Linked DNA regions of Oryctolagus cuniculus: region 2 is linked to region 1. A link is a contact called in public Hi-C data. All regions are on one chromosome and are shown on one strand. The core of a region is the stretch at or near the end of the contact, and the rest is flanking DNA. Distances in the headings are between cores, read along the strand shown.

Region 1 (3,364 bases), core at 400-2,899:
GAGTGAACCAATGGATGGAAGATCTCAGTCTGTCTCTGTCTCTCTCTCACTCTGCCTTTCAAAAACAAAAAACAAAAAAACAAAAAAACAACTTGCATCCCACATTGGAGTACCTGGGTTCATTTCCTGCCTGCGGCTTCTGATTACAGCTTCCTGCCAATGCAGACCCTGAAAAGCAGTAGTGATGAGGCTCAAGTAATTGGACTCCTACCACCCACATGGGAGACCCAGATGGGATTTGGTTCCTGGCTCTGATGTTGCCCAGCACTGGCTGTTAAAGGCATTTAGGGAATGAACTAGTAGATGGGAGTGTAGTATCTGTCTCTCTTTCTGACCTGCAAAAAAGATAAAGAATAAATATACACATACCCTAGCTGTTACAGGCATTTAGGGAATAAACCAGCCCCTGGGTGGGAGCATGTGTGTACTTGCTCTCTTTCTGTGACCCTCCAAAAAGAGAGGGAAAGAATATGTACTTATACACCTCAAACAGAGAAGATGATGTTTATGTTTCTGAATTATCACTATGCTCTAAGTGCCTATCATTTAAGACAGTGGAGTAGGGCTGGTGTTGTGGTGAAGTGGGTTAAACCGCCACCTGCAACACTTGCATCTCATATGGGCGCCAATCTGAGTCCCTGCTGTTCGACTTCCAGTCCAGCTCTCTGCTCATGCAACTGGAAAAGCAGCAGAAGATGGTCCAAGTCCCTGGGCCCCTACTACCCAAGTGGGAGACCTGGAAGAAGTTCCTGGCTCCTGGCCCAGCTCCAGTCATTGAAGCCATTTGGAGAGTGAACCAACAGATGGAAGAGCTCTGTCTCTCCCTCCTCTCTATAACTCTGCCTTTCAAATGAATGAATCTTAAAAAAAAAAAAAAAAAAAAATGGATCAGTTGCATACAGAAAACCATAATCTTTATGGACAAAACAATGGTAAGGAAAAAAAGCTTTTGAGATGGGTTCAGGCTTTAAAGAAAGTCTACAGATTACTTGGATTTTCTCAGGTTTCTGATGTCCTTTATCTGCTCTGGGTTGCTGTCCAGGACACCACGTCACATGTAGTTGTCTTATCTCCTCAGGCTCCTTTTGATTGTGAGTTTCCCAGGTTCCATGTTTTTGGTGACCTTGAGAGCTTTGACGAGTGCTAGTCATATATTCTGTAGACTGCCTCAATTGGGACTTGTCAAATGTTTTCCCTATGATTAGATGAGGTGTTTGGTTTTTTTTGTTTTTTTGGTTTTTTTTTTTTAGATTTATTTATTTGAAAAGCAGGGTGATAGAGACAAAGAATAAGATCTTCAGTCTGCTCATTCAGTCCCCAAATGCCCGCTGAAGCCAGAAGCCAAGAACTCCATCCAGGTCACCCATGTGGGTGGCAGGGACCCAAGAAGATTTGAGCCATCATGCACTGCCTTCCCAGGCCCATTAGCCGGAAGCTGGATTGGAAGGGGAGAAGGTGGGGCTCCAACTGCCATGCATGTGGGATTGGGGGATCCCAAGTGGTGGCCTAACCTGCTGCATCACAACACCCAGCCCTTTTGGGGAGGAAGAACACAGAGGGAAAGTGCCATTCTGTCATACTATGTCAAGAGTGTGTACTGTCAGCGTGACTTAACACTGCCGGTGCTGACCTTGATCTGCCTTGGAGTGGTTTATCCGGTTTCTCCACTGTGGACTCTTTGGAAGGAAGCCACAGTGTGCGTCACGTTCTGCCTCTGTGAGCATGGAGAATCTGTGTGAATGATTAGAGGTTCTGCATGGGAGATTTGTCTCGCCTGCCTTTACATGTTTATTGAGTTATTTGTATCTATCTGTGTAGGTAATGGGAAATGTACTTTATACTTTGGATTGTGTTCCAGTAATCTTTATCTCTTGCTCGAATTGTTCTGGCTTCGGTTATTGAGAACTTTTCACTTGGTTCCTGTGTCCCTTCGACATGTTCCTGTCATTTTGATATTTTGGTTTTTGATCATTTCCTTGCTTTCATAGAGGTAAAAGAAGAGCTACCCTTCACCCTCTGAAGATTTGTTGGCATTAACTGACTGTAGATAGATTAATAGGAGAAATGGTAAACAAATTTAACCTAATGTGCTTGGCTGGATAGCAATCACAGTTGTGTGGTTATCCAGTAACCTGGTGAGGTCCAAATGCTTATGAATTCTTCAGAGGGAGAGGGAAATGGGGAATGTGTCCATTTTGAGGGGCAGTAAATGATTGTAGTGAGTGCCTGGGCCCAGTGCTTAGACCATAGTCTATAGATGATTCTATGGAATTGAGTGGGCCTAGGAAACAGGCAATCACTTGTGACAGAATCTGTCTGGGGGTGGTTATATCCTTTAATCTTATGCAGATACGAGTTTGTTTCCTGAAGCTCAGGGACAAGACCAAAGGTGGTGGTTTTCTTTGGTGGTCCATCCTTTAGGCAGATGCGAGGATGTCAGAACAAGTATCTTCCTCCATCTGCTGCTATCTGAGGGCCTTTTATTTAAAATCATCAGCAAACCAGGGCACCATATTTTGGTGGAATTCACTTTCTGGCACTATAAAGGTGCTCTGGAGTTATTTTGTATGAATTTAGTTCCTTCAAAAACTTTTTTCCCAGAATGATACTAGAAACCAAGTTCTGAGCACTGAGTATGCTTGTTGCCGCTGAGCATCCTGCTTCTAGTGCCTCCCAGCAGACACAGCAAGGAGATACGTATGTGTATACCAGCCTGTGGGCATTCTCATGTCTGAGAATGCTTGTGCAAGCATAGGTATGTGTCCTTCTATTTATTAAGCTAGACATGAGTTTCTACTGCTGTCTACAAGTCTGATCTAGTGACGTGGGTCATGCTGGCCTTCTCTCTTGTCTGAAACCAACAATGAGAAATCTTGTATCCATCATCCCATTTACTTAATTGTTCAATTCTAGTATGCATTGTTAAATTGTTAAGCCATGCATTTGGGATAAAACTTTATCATCTTTATCATCCAGAGTACAGTACCACATAGAGTTACTTCCTTTTTGCTGTCATTCTCACCAATTCCCCTCCTTTCCAAAATTACTTAGATCTGCAACTTTTTGCTCTGTCCCCTTCAGTGAGACTATCTTAGCCATTTATGATATGGTCAGATTCTTTGGTCACAGTCTACATTGCATACCCAACTATACATGTGATTTGTTTTAAAATTCACAGGCATTGAAGTTCAGTCTCTGTGCGATGCAGTTCTGTGGGCTTTAGCAAGTGTGTCACGTAGGTGCCATTTCAGTCTTTTTTTTTATTATTTTTTTTTATTTTTATTTTTTTGACAGGCAGAGTGGACAGTGAGAGAGAGAGAGACAAAGGTCTTCCTTTTGCCGTTGGTTCACCCTCCAATGGCCG
Region 2 (3,364 bases), core at 273-2,772, 55 kb after region 1:
TCCAGAATCTGGCCATGTGGCCTGGCTGGCTGAGGCCCTGCCGTGATGTGTAAGCTGCCGCTTTTTCTGATTGGGCCCTCAACTGTGGATGAACATTGAGAGGGAGAGGGACTCAGTGTAAGGTGTCTTTAACTTGTCAAGTCGACATCCAAGTGAAGGAGGAGCCTTTGAGTGTCCAGCCCCAGGAAGCCCAGGGCTTGGTTGCCATGGGGCCCTGCAGGAATTCCTGTCATGCTTCAGGCAAGCCATGTCAGCGCCCTGTGGGGTTTTCTTCCTTCCTGAGTGTGTGACGGAGCGGGGTGTTGTCCGGGGCATCTGTTTGCCATTTCACATGTGGCTTGTGTGGCTGCTGTTGGTAGTTGTTTTAAGGACTGCAAGGTATATGAAATCCAGTAAATGAATAAAAATACTTGATTTCCTAAGAAGCTTGATATGAGGTATGGCTGTTTCTTCTGAGAGGCTCGTTGGTAACCCCACACTCTGTTGGTGGATAAGATAAGGGACCCATGGGCTTGGCAAGAGCTCAAGATCTCCTTAGTCCCAGCTTCATACCAACAGGGGAAAATTCATGGAATATCTTCTACAATATCCTTAACAGATCATCCACATTTCATTTTATTGAATACTTCTTGTGACTGTGTACTTACCGTGTGATCCTACAATTCTAGTTCATGTTTGAACAGCTAAGCGTGATTAGAAGGCATCTGTTCATCCAGCTATCTTTGTATCCGTCTATCATCTCTTTTGAAAGGCAAAGACAGGGCCAGCGCCGCGGCTCAATAGGCTAATCCTCCGCCTGCTGCGCTGGCACCCTGGGTTCTAGTCCCGGTCGGGGCACCGGTTCTGTCCTGGTTGTTCCTCTTCCAGGCCAGCTCTCTGTTGTGGCCCGGAGTGCAGTGGAGGATGGCCCAGGTCCTTGCGCCCTGCACCCGCATGGGAGACCAGGAGAAGCACCTGGCTCCTGGCTTTGGATCGGCACAGCGCTGGCTGTAGCAGCCATTTGGGGGGTGAACCAATGGAAAAAAGAAGACTTTTATCTCTGTCTCTCTCTCTCACTGTCTAAATCTGCCTGTCAAAAAAATAAAAAATAAAAATTAGAAAAAAAAAAGAAAGGCAAAGACAGAGAGGGTTCTTTGATCTGTTCATTCACTCCTCAAATGCCTGCAACAGCAGGGGCTGGGCCAGGCTGAAGCCAGGAGCCAGGAACTCAATCCAGGTCTCCCACATGGTTGGCAGGGACCCAGCTACTTGAGCCATCACCTGCTGCCTCCCAGGGCGCCCATTATCAGGAAGCTGGAATGGAGAATAGAGCTGGGGATGCAGACTTTCCTAGCAGCATCTTAAGAGGAAGGCCTTCTGACCTTCAAGCTGACCCTACTGCCGGGGAAGTTGGTCCCTCCCACATACCCCAGAACTATGTGGAGTCGGCCTGTCCCTGACCCTTTCTCCAGTAACATTCTGTCTCTTCCTCCCTCTTCCCCCTCTTTATCTGAACTGCCTGTGACCGCCTCTGTCGTCACAGTTATCTGCATGAGTTTCTAAGCCGGCCGAGTCAAGTGTAGACTCTTTGTCAGACATGTGTTTGAGTTGCCCGAGTGAACCCAGCACTGTGTCATCCTTACTGCATTTTTATTGGAGGGAGGCATGATCGAATAAGGAAGCTTTTGGAGAAATTTGCTTTGAAAAAAGTGAAGACCGGGATGGAAAGAACAGCGCCCGAGGTGCTCTGGGCTGGTCTTGATCTGTCCGCCACTCCCACCCCACAAGAGCTGTCGGCGTCGGCGTCCTCTTCCGGAGGTGAAGATTCCCAGCGCTGAGTGTCCCCGTTTGCGGAAGCAGGACGTTCACCCGGAGAGTGGAGGAGCCTGAGTCCAAAACACAGAGAGGTGAGCTGGGCCTGGGGACAGATGAGGGAGCCGAGGACCCTGGCAGGTGGCTCTTCTGCGTTTGGTGAGCGTATACGGTAACTATGCTGTGAGCAGGTCCTGGTTTACCAAAGTTACCTGCTTTGTAGTCTGAGGTTCCACCTCTCTGGAGCAATGTGTGGACTCGCTGTGTTTATCTTCCTTGTGTTGTGAGGTTGTATTCTCTTTGGGGAAAGGCTTGTCCATATCAGCGTCTGTGTTAGTCAACTGAAAACCTGGCCATCCTGGCTATTTCTCCAGTTCCGTCTTCCTTGTGAGACACCCTCAGTGTCCAGTCCCTGTGTCTCCTGGTTCTGCTGGAGGGGGTCCCCCTCTTAAAAAGAAGAAAGAAGCCGGCGCCGCGGCTCACTAGGCTAATCCTCCGCCTAGCGGTGCCGGCACACCAGGTTCTAGTCCCGGTCGGGGAGCCGGATTCTGTCCCGGTTGCCCCTCTTCCAGGCCAGCTCTCTGCTGTGGCCAGGGAGTGCAGTGGAGGATGGCCCAGGTGCTTGGGCCCTGCACCCCATGGGAGACCAGGAGAAGCACCTGGCTCCTGGCTCCTGCCATCGGATCAGCGCGGTGCGCCGGCTGCAGCGTGCCGGCCGCAGCGGCCATTGGAGGGTGAACCAACGGCAAGGGAAGACCTTTCTCTCTGTCTCTCTCTCTCACTGTCCACTCTGCCTGTCAAAAAATAAAAAAATTAAAAAAAAAAGAAGAAAGAAAAAGATTTATTTATATGAGATGGAAGGAGAGAAAGTGCACGCAAGCCAGTGAGCTCGATCTTCCATCCGTTGATTCACTTCTCCAATGGCCATGACAGCTGGGGCTGGGCCAGGCTGAAACCAGGAGCCAGGAACTCCATCCAGGTCTCCCGTGTGGGAGGCCAGAGCTCAAGTACTGGAACCATCATCTGCTTGCCGGCTGCATTAAGTAGAGAGCTGAATCTGAAGCAGAGCAGCCAGGACTTGAACCAGCACTCTGATAGGGGGTGTGTGCCTCTCAAGTGGCAGCTTTAACCCACTGGGCCGCAATGCCCGCCCCTCCTGGGGGTGTCTCTCTCTCTCTCCTGTTCTTCCTGAATGGAAGATCTGGCCTACAGAATCAGGGTGTGGGCCACTGGGTCTCCCATGACCTGGTGCCCGAGCACATGCTTGGCAGGTGGGAGCAGGTCACCCACACGACTTCTCTCCCAGCTCTGCTCTCCGACTTGTACAAGGAGCCCGAGGTATCCAAGCAACTCTGTACATTCCAAGTAATTGACAGCATCATAGAATCTCTGAACCAGAACCGGAACTCTGGAGTTGGCAGCTGTCTTGTGTCTTTGCATGGGCCAGCCCCAGAAACACCTGGGGCAATGGAGGCTCCACTCCTCCTCCAAGTTTACTAGGCAAGACCGGCAACCATAGGACAAGGTAGGCTGTCCTCATGAGAGCCCCACGGGCTTTGCCTTTGAGAGCACC

The links. A called contact is a pair of places that touch in the nucleus more often than the background predicts.
Region 2: a contact with region 1 is called in a Hi-C map of an unstated tissue, with 2.4 times the contacts expected there. The contact joins the promoter of HK1 here to the enhancer-like site in region 1. A contact is called at or near these places in 2 of 6 Hi-C or Micro-C datasets (skin fibroblasts and an unstated tissue).

Annotation. Positions count from the first base shown.
Region 1 is chr15:61,010,627-61,013,990 of mOryCun1.1, forward strand. No RefSeq gene overlaps it. Among named protein-coding and RNA genes, the nearest start is that of HKDC1, 5.5 kb to the right of the region's middle. Within about 2 kb of position 1,650, at least 1 of the 8 cell types and tissues checked has an H3K27ac peak or open chromatin away from gene starts, as enhancers often do.
Region 2 is chr15:61,066,115-61,069,478 of mOryCun1.1, forward strand. It overlaps HK1 (hexokinase 1), which reads left to right and starts at 1,523. Exons shown (of 21, transcript XM_070057777.1): 1 at 1,523-1,886. HKDC1 (hexokinase domain containing 1) reads left to right here. Exons shown (of 18, transcript XM_070057778.1): 18 at 1-431.